3 separate regions of the Mus musculus genome follow, and all the other regions are linked to region 3. A link is a contact called in public promoter capture Hi-C data. All regions are on one chromosome and are shown on one strand. Each heading gives the region's core, a stretch centred on a gene start, on an enhancer-like site or on the middle of the called end of the contact. The rest is flanking DNA. Distances are from core to core; before and after follow the strand shown. Region 1 overlaps Baz2b (bromodomain adjacent to zinc finger domain, 2B). Region 2 overlaps Baz2b (bromodomain adjacent to zinc finger domain, 2B). Region 3 overlaps Marchf7 (membrane associated ring-CH-type finger 7).

Region 1 (2,700 bases), core at 70-2,569, 230 kb before region 3:
AAGCTTATCCTGTGTCACCAAGAGAGCAGGACATGACACAGAACATGTCACAGAGGATCGAGGAACTCCCTGAATATAGAACGAGCGTATCTGAATATTAGAAAGTTCTAGTTTTGGAACAGTAATTTTTTTCTACATCTATATACCTAATGTTGATATATGCTCCCAAATCAAAGTATCCTGATTAAAAACGAGTTTTCTTAGAGAAAATGTCTGCACACTTAGACGATTAAGGCAGTATTACTCCTTTGACCGAAGATGCTCAGACTGCATGCTGTGCGTGCAAATGTTATTTCACTTTTAGTTTTTGTTTTAACTGATGATACATAACCATGGACAACTTAGATAATGAAAATGTATGTACAGTGGCAATGTTAAGATTCTTAAATGATAAGCTGGATAGTTTTTAGCACAACTTTTCAAGTCTATCAGGTGACACACAAACGCCAATGTGTCAGTCATGAGGAATGGTATTATAAAAGTCTTTGTTACCAAGCACGTTTGTTACTCTCCGTGAACAATAAGGTCTTTCCACCTCACCGGAAGCAAAGAACGATACACAGACAGACTGAAGTAATCCCGAGCCTAAAGTGCCTGTGTGCAAAGTCTCCTATCACTGTGTAAAAGTCCAAAAGTCAACAGTAAACATAGCTGATATAAGAAACCAGTATGGGAAACATCTAATCTTTAAAAACAGAAACAACAAAACCCAATGAGAGCTTTCTATACAGGTTGTTTTTCTGCGTGCCAGAGCTGCTCTCGATCTTTCAATGCTGCACAGAGCTGCTGCTCCAGGCCTACATCTTTACACTGCTGACGTGATTTACATCACTGCGGAATCAGTCTCTGGCTTGTAATCTGCACAGCACTGCTCATCCTAGAAACTGGCATTCATTCAGCTACACCCCATATAGATCAGCAATAAGGGAGCATATAGGTCAAAACAAACATAACTGAAATGCTATCAATGGAATAACTCAATTATCAGTTAATACATTGAATTCTTAACCATTTCAATGCTTACGTATTTGAAACTCAAAGTAAGGGAGATATAAATTTGAACTTTAATGAACAAACAACAAAAAGAATTCTTTAGTTCGTGTGGACAGAACATTTTTCCACAAATAATCTTCATTTCATTCTTGTATTCTCTTATTTGGAGCCACTGCAGCCTTATGTCTTAATATTTAGAAAGATGTATGGAATACAAGTAGATTCTAGTCATTCATTTATTTTCTTTCTTGAGACAGGAATTCATAACGTAGCACACACTAGCCTTGGACTCAGTATGTGGCTTAGTTCTTGGACTTAGTATGTGCCAATGTTCTGGAGCCTTTCTGCTTCAGTGTCTCAACTCAGGGATTACAACATGCATGACCAACCTAGCTTATTTTTATTTAAGTACTTATTCTGAGATTATTTTATAATCACAAAAACTGAAAAAGTAACAGCAAGTCCCTATGTTCCTTTTCCATAGCCCCTCCTATGCTAATATCTTACATACAACTATAGATCAATCTTCAAAGCCAAGAAATTAACCTTAACTAGGCAAAAAATTATTGGCATTAATCCTATTTCCTATTAACACCATTCCTTGTCCCAAGATTCAAGAATCCTTTATTACATTGAACTTTGTGCTTTTAGCTTTCTTCAGTCAGCTACAACTTTTGTCTTGTGCTTCAATGATGAATATAAACCAGAGATTGGGGTTCGTCTAATGCTTTGTAACAATTAGAAGTTCTACCTCTTTGAGGATGACACTCAATGGCCCTCTCTCAGAGCAGGATACTCAAGGCCCATGTTTCTTTGCAGCACCGCTGATGTTAATTTTGTCACTAAGCTGCTGCCTGCCAGGATTCTCCACTGTGAAGTTAACTATTTCTCTTCAGTGTTTTGTTTTGTTTTTTTTTTTTAAACCAGAAAAACAAGTCAGTAAAATCATGGGTTGCTTTGGAAACAAAAGCTATTAACTTGTGCCACTTCAATCTAAGAGGTTAGAATAATTTCTTCTTTGTTACAAACATTTTTATTAAATCTACTGAAAGAAGTTAAAATGCTAATTTAAAACCCCACATATTTGATATACATTTAAAACATTCAAACACTGCTTTATTATTAAAAGGAAAAAATAACTGAGAATAATTTCAAAGAACGTTTTTTTTCAATAAGCAAGAAAATGTTTCCCCACAATGAATAGAAACTATTATAACCAGCTTTCAAAACCACAAAGAGCATACTGCTAGGGCTGCCCTCATAGCTTACTGCAGCCAGGTAGTTTAAAACAGACCCTCCTGCTAGAGGCTTAAGCCAGCAAGCATGATGGCAGGGCCATGTGCCCTGGGCTACCTCTGGAGCACTAAGAAAGCATCTGCCCCATGGTCTCTGCTAGCCTCAGGTATTGTCCTCTGTCCTCACGGGACATGCCGTGTAGGAGGGCACAGTCACTGCAGAGAAGGGGCTACTCACTGACTTCCTGTTAAACCAGAGACGACTGTAAGAGCCCATCTCCAAGTAAGAGAACATGCTGAAGCACTGTGATTTGGGCCCCAACACACCTTTTTTCTTTGTAACAAGAAGATACACTCTAACCCTAATACAGGGTTAGTTACCAGTATCACTTAACTGATTTGGACATACTATTTTTCTTCAGTAACTTACTACTAAAGTCTCCAACAAAAAGGACAAAGTTCTACTAGTAAA
Region 2 (2,700 bases), core at 158-2,657, 130 kb before region 3:
CTTTGGAGCAACTCCTGTCTGTGTTGTCTGGAAATCAGCAGTTCAGTTCACAGGTCAGCAGGCAGCGGCAGCTCGATCCACTTGCAAACACTTCACAGATACACCAGCAGTCCAGTAACCAGAGTTAGCAACAGCAGTGACACGACCTAGCAGAGCCAGCCAGGCCTCAGCCTCTGCCTCAGCTCAAGTCAGCAGGAGGGACCAACAGGAACGCCAGAAGCTCTGTGCTTCTCTTTGGCAAACAAAGATCAGCAAAGACTGAGCGACCCACAAGTGTAGCACAGCTAGCTTTACCAGCAAGCCAAGCTCTGTCTCCATCACTCTGTGGAGACCTATTTATACCCTCCAAACATCACTTATCCTCCACATGTCTTGCCTCAGCTTGTGCGCCTAATCAGCCCGAGTCTGCAGTCCCAACAACTGGAACTCAACTACGCAATGTAAGGCAGACCAATACATGCCTGTCATTAGCAAAGAATCCTTCACCGCGTGCCCTTTCATGGGCTTGCTTTCACAGAACTACCTGTCTCCTGTGTCTGCTTCAGCGAAATGTTCCTTCATGAGTCTGCCTTAGCCTTTCACACTTGTGTCCACTTTAACAAAACGTTCCTTCTCAAGTTTGCCCCAGCAAAACACATCCAACCAACTTTCCAAAGAGCCCTTAAGTTTCCACTTGACTAACGCTCACAGCCCTTCAGAGTGCTGGGACTACAGGCATGCACCATCATGCCTGGCTAGTGAGTACTGACTGTCTATGTGACCCTGCTGGACCTGTAGCAGGCACAAGACGAGTCTGTCTTTATAAAGTTTACAGTCTAAGTATGATGCTGAATAACAAGGACAGGGAGGAATGGCAAGGAAGGCAAATCTTGTGACCAGGACAAAGCCAGGATGAGGAGATGAACACACGCCATGGCTTCCGCGTGGGAAGTCCTGGGGTTTTTAAAAACAACAAAAATAAATATAATATAATATAATACCAGAAAGTGCGGGGCTGGTATAGAGGAAGTTGAAACTGTAGAAAAGGGAAGCAGAGATCACAGAAGACCAGGAAAGCCCCAACAAATGGATTGGATAGACTCCCGCTCCCAGACGGTATGCTTGACTAAGAATGGTGAGCCTGGCTTTATTGCCCTTTCAGAGTCACTCTAACCACTGGAAAGAACTTCGAAGTCGGGGATAGGACAGGAAAATCAAAACACAGACTAAGTTAGGGGCTCAACTATCACCGGTGTGGGGCAATTGTTGGGATCTGGTCTCTGAAAGGCAAGATGAAAGGTTCATAGTGCAGAATAATTTAAGCAGCTTTGAGGCTCTAGGCTCAATGGGCAGTTGGGAGGAAAGGGGCAGGAACCAAGGACATTACAGTGCCCAGCACTGCGGAGCAGAACGCTGGAGAGGGATCACCGAACCGGAAGTGACGCAGGGGGAGTTGTAAGAATGGAGGGCTCCGTTTTCACAAAGCTAAATAATAAAGTGAAGGGTCACAGGAAAGGCAGCAGGACAAACATGTTTTAAAACAACGCTGCTGGGAAAGCACTAGAGAGCTGAATTCAGCAAGCAAATTTTAATAGTACCCACGCCTGCAAGGTTTTTCCTGGAATCATGAGGACAAAGGCATGTGCAAGGTAACAAAGCAGAAAAGGTCCAAGATGCAGCAGCATACACGAACCTCTGTAAGAGAGTCCCCGTGAAGGAGTGCAGAGGGGGCACTGCAACCTGCAGGAGATGATATCAAACGCCTGCATTTAGTGAACCAGGGCAGCACATCTGTCTGCTGAGGAAAACGATGATGCAAAGCTACAGAAGCATGGTTAATTATTAATAAGCACCTAATAAATACACGAAACTGTCCTGGCGGCTGGAAAATAAATGAATAGAAGATGTGGCTAGTTAAAGGGTTATTTGAGAACTACTGAGAATCTGAGGAGAATATACTACATATAGATAACTAAATTAAAATTTCTTTGGAGACATTATTTTATAATAAAGGCTGTCATGTTGAAAATATTATGTAATGATGTCTCTCATGAGATGAAAACAATGTCCTTCTAAGTGATCCACACACAGCTGTGGGGGATAAAAAGAACGCCACGCACAGCTTTTACTTGGCTGCATACAGTGGGATTTAGATAGGATGCACACCAGACAGGCAGTGATGCATGCAATTAAGAATGACAAGCAGCTCCCTGCCTTTCCCTTTGTCCTCCTCTTATTGACCCATTGCTACGTGTCGATTTTCCTCCTCCCCTGATTCTGTAACTCAGCAAATAGTCAAAGAGCACGTCATTCTTCTAGCAGGCAAGTCTTCTCGGGCTTCTAGGCTCCCCTCTGCTGCATACAACTTCCACCATGTTTCCTTGACTCTAAAAAAAGTTAAAAATTTGGAAACTATAAGAATGATGGGGGAAGGGGGTGGCTGAAGAGATGGCTCAGTGCTGGAAGAGCGCTGACTGCTCTTCCAGAGGTCCTGAGTTCAATTCCCAGCAACCACATGGTGGCTCACAACCATCTGTAATGGGATTTGATGCCCTCTTCTGGTGTGTCTGAAGACAGCAACAGTGTACTCAGATACACAAAATAAATAAATTAATTAAAACAAAACAAAAAGAATGATTGGGGCTGTCGAGATAGCTCAGCAAGTAAGAGCACTGATTGCTCTTCCAAAGGTCCTGAGTTCAAATCCCAGCAACCACATGC
Region 3 (2,700 bases), core at 42-2,541:
AAAAAGTAACACATCTGCTTGTTAAAAGCTTTTGCTTCTTAGTGCTGAAGACTCGTTGATAAACTTACAAATATCAGTGATCATGAATGTCTTTAAATTTACAATGCAAAATTTTACTTTGTAATGAACAGTTTTGTATGGACTTAGCAAATAAGCATGTAAATGACAAAAAACAGGTGGTGGGAAGGTTTCTGAGTTAGATGACTATAGCCTTTACTATCCAACAGCTGCAGTTTAAAAAGTGTGCGTACTTAAGTATCCCGGGGGTGGGGGTGGGCATTAGTACTTCATCCCAGCACTCTCGCAGTCTCTTGAGTTTGAGGCCAGGCTAGTCTACAGAATGAGTTTTAGGACAGCCAGAGTTATAAGGTGTGTTGCTTGTCTTCAGACAAACTTATCTTGGCGTGATAATCCTAAGTTAGGAGTTTGCAGATCATAAACTTAGACTTTTCTAGGTAAATGAAGTATGTGCGTCTATCTTACTTAGAAGGAAATCAGTCATTTCAATATTGTTCCCCCACCCACTCAGGATTTGTTTACCTTCATACTCTATAAGATTTGTTTACAGAACTAATTCAGGATGTTTTTCATGCAATTTTTTTTTTTATCATTGTCCTTTTTCCTTAAATTCTCCCATCTCATAGTAAAATTCAGTATGGTCTTAATACTATCATGACTAAATATTAGCCACTCAAGTAGAAGCATACCTCCATTCCCAGATAATCACAGTGGCCTTTGTAAAAAATATTTTACATTAATCTATTTTTTTATACATGTGTGAGTGCATGCATGTATGGAGGTCAGGGCAACTTGAGAGAGACCGGTCTCTCTACCATATGAATCTGAGAGACCAGACCCAGGCTGTCAGGTTAGGCATCTTTACTCACTAAGCCATCTGATTGGCCCACAAAAATAACCCTTAAAATGTATGTTAGAGGCGGGAACGGAGGATCAGGTAAGTGAACTTGGGAATGGTCATCATCGTGAGAGCCTTTCCCTCCCTGACAGTGAAGAGTACATACTCCACAGAGCTAACTTCACGTAGAACAAGCAAGCAACTTCAGCCCTGGCGTTAGAAGAGTGTAAACAAAGCAGTAAATCACTTCTGTTCTGGGTCTTTTATTTTGGGTTTAGTAACTAGGACCTGGAATTAGTGTCACGATATATGATGGTGATATATAGATATATGATGGTAGATATTTGTTGTATTAGAACAGTTAGTTCCCACCTGGAGTTGTGTTGAAAGGTGGGTCCTCTGGGAACTGGGGCCTTGCTGGAGGCAATGAGTCACTTGGCTGGCTTTGCAAGGTGACCGTCACTAATGTTCGTGACCAGCTGGGTTAGCTCCTGCTGCCGCTACGGTAGACTGTATCCCTTAAACTGTGAGGGAATAGTCTCCCTCCTCTCTGCAGTCGCTTCTTGTCAGTGGCTTCTGTTGCTTTGTTTTCTCACAGCAGTGAGGAGAAGAGTAATGTTTTCTTTGGTTTGGTTTCAGTTTTTATGCTTGGTCCCTTTCAGTGTTTCTCATTTTTACATATATTGCATTTAAAATCATTACAACTCTTAGAATCTTTGTTGCATATTCTTACACATCTTATTTTGAGCCCTTAGAGGATGATGATCAGACCTTTTCTCCACAATTTCCTTCTCTTATCTGTAAGTTCTTTTTATGGTCACTATTGTTTTATTTTTGTCTTTTATATAATATCAATTAATTGAGTAGTTAATGTTTGATGTCTTCCTTGTTATTAAGAAAGAGCAGGTTTGCTACTTTTGATAACTAATGGACTTGGGGGACAGATAGTTTGGGTAAGCTTGGTTGATTTTTGTCTGCCTGCCCTTCCTTCTCTCCTCATATGTGACCGGCAAAGCATTCTTACGTTAGCTACACATGGTGCCTTAGGTTTTGGGAGTGTTCCAAATGTTTTATTATTTAGAAATCTTCTGATTTTGTTTCTGTTTTAAAATGTTTAGGTCTATTTTATGTGCATGAGTATTTGCCTACATGTATATATTTGTGCCACACATGCCTGCAGGTGCTTATGAATTATGATGTGGGTGCTGGGAGTGGAACCCAGATCCTCTATAAAAACAGCAAGCCTCATAACTGCTGAGCTGTCACTTCTACCCTGACCTCTTACATTTTTTTAGTGATTTAAGAATAGGGAATTGTAAATTTCCAGACAATATTTGGAGATACAGGACCAGAAAAGAGACTTTGGGTTTCAATATCAAGTCTACAGATTGTTAAAATTTTTAAATAGATTATTAAAAATATTAACTTTAATATTTATCAAGTCTACAGATTGTTAAAATTTTTAGATTATTAAAAATATTAACTTTAATATTAAAAGTATTAAAAATCAGTTAAATGGATTAACTGATCCATTCGTGAAAATACATGAATAATTGTTATGGTGGTAGTCGAGAGTAGTACCTGTGGGTAGTCCTGAAGCCACCCCCAGTGATTAAATATTTTGTCTTTGAGGGAATGGAGCTGGGAAGATTATGAGGTTCTGTTTCTCCAAAGACACACTCGGGGGCCAACTCTGGTTATAACTCCTCAGGAGTTGTCTTTACTATTTTTCGTGTGTGTGTGTGTGTGTGTGTGTGTGTGTGTACTATTTTTCGTGTGTGTGTGTGTGTGTGTGTGTGTGTGTGAGAGAGAGAGAGAGAGAGAGACAGAGAGACAGAGAGACA

Evidence for each region. Capture Hi-C pulls out chosen DNA fragments and counts their contacts.
Region 1: a promoter capture Hi-C map of adipose tissue shows a contact between it and region 3. The contact joins two enhancer-like sites. A contact is called at or near these places in 5 of 39 promoter capture datasets (the HPC-7 cell line, HPC-7-derived erythroid cells, the SN4741 cell line and 2 more), 2 of 484 Hi-C or Micro-C datasets (bone marrow-derived macrophages and macrophages), 8 of 115 datasets of contacts at active chromatin or transcription factors (bone marrow-derived macrophages, cardiomyocytes, extraembryonic endoderm stem cells and 4 more) and 4 of 9 other capture datasets (adipose tissue, liver, macrophages and 1 more).
Region 2: a contact with region 3 is called in a promoter capture Hi-C map of adipose tissue. The contact joins two enhancer-like sites. A contact is called at or near these places in 3 of 484 Hi-C or Micro-C datasets (epidermal suprabasal cells, mammary gland and nephron progenitors), 4 of 115 datasets of contacts at active chromatin or transcription factors (bone marrow-derived macrophages and embryonic stem cells) and 3 of 9 other capture datasets (adipose tissue, liver and pancreatic islet).

The regions. Positions count from the first base shown.
Region 1 is chr2:59,987,917-59,990,616 of GRCm38.p6, forward strand. The region is part of intron 4 of Baz2b (bromodomain adjacent to zinc finger domain, 2B); the gene reads right to left. Among named protein-coding and RNA genes, the nearest start is that of Gm13572, 48 kb to the right of the region's middle. Within about 2 kb of position 1,320, at least 7 of the 459 cell types and tissues checked have an H3K27ac peak or open chromatin away from gene starts, as enhancers often do. A contact at or near this core is called in adipose tissue, where this site is marked.
Region 2 is chr2:60,088,299-60,090,998 of GRCm38.p6, forward strand. All of the region lies in intron 1 of Baz2b (bromodomain adjacent to zinc finger domain, 2B), which reads right to left. Among named protein-coding and RNA genes, the nearest start is that of Gm13570, 9.1 kb to the right of the region's middle. Within about 2 kb of position 1,408, at least 62 of the 459 cell types and tissues checked have an H3K27ac peak or open chromatin away from gene starts, as enhancers often do. A contact at or near this core is called in adipose tissue and pancreatic islet, where this site is marked.
Region 3 is chr2:60,220,115-60,222,814 of GRCm38.p6, forward strand. All of the region lies in intron 1 of Marchf7 (membrane associated ring-CH-type finger 7), which reads left to right. Among named protein-coding and RNA genes, the nearest start is that of Marchf7, 12 kb to the left of the region's middle. Within about 2 kb of position 1,292, at least 19 of the 459 cell types and tissues checked have an H3K27ac peak or open chromatin away from gene starts, as enhancers often do. A contact at or near this core is called in adipose tissue and pancreatic islet, where this site is marked.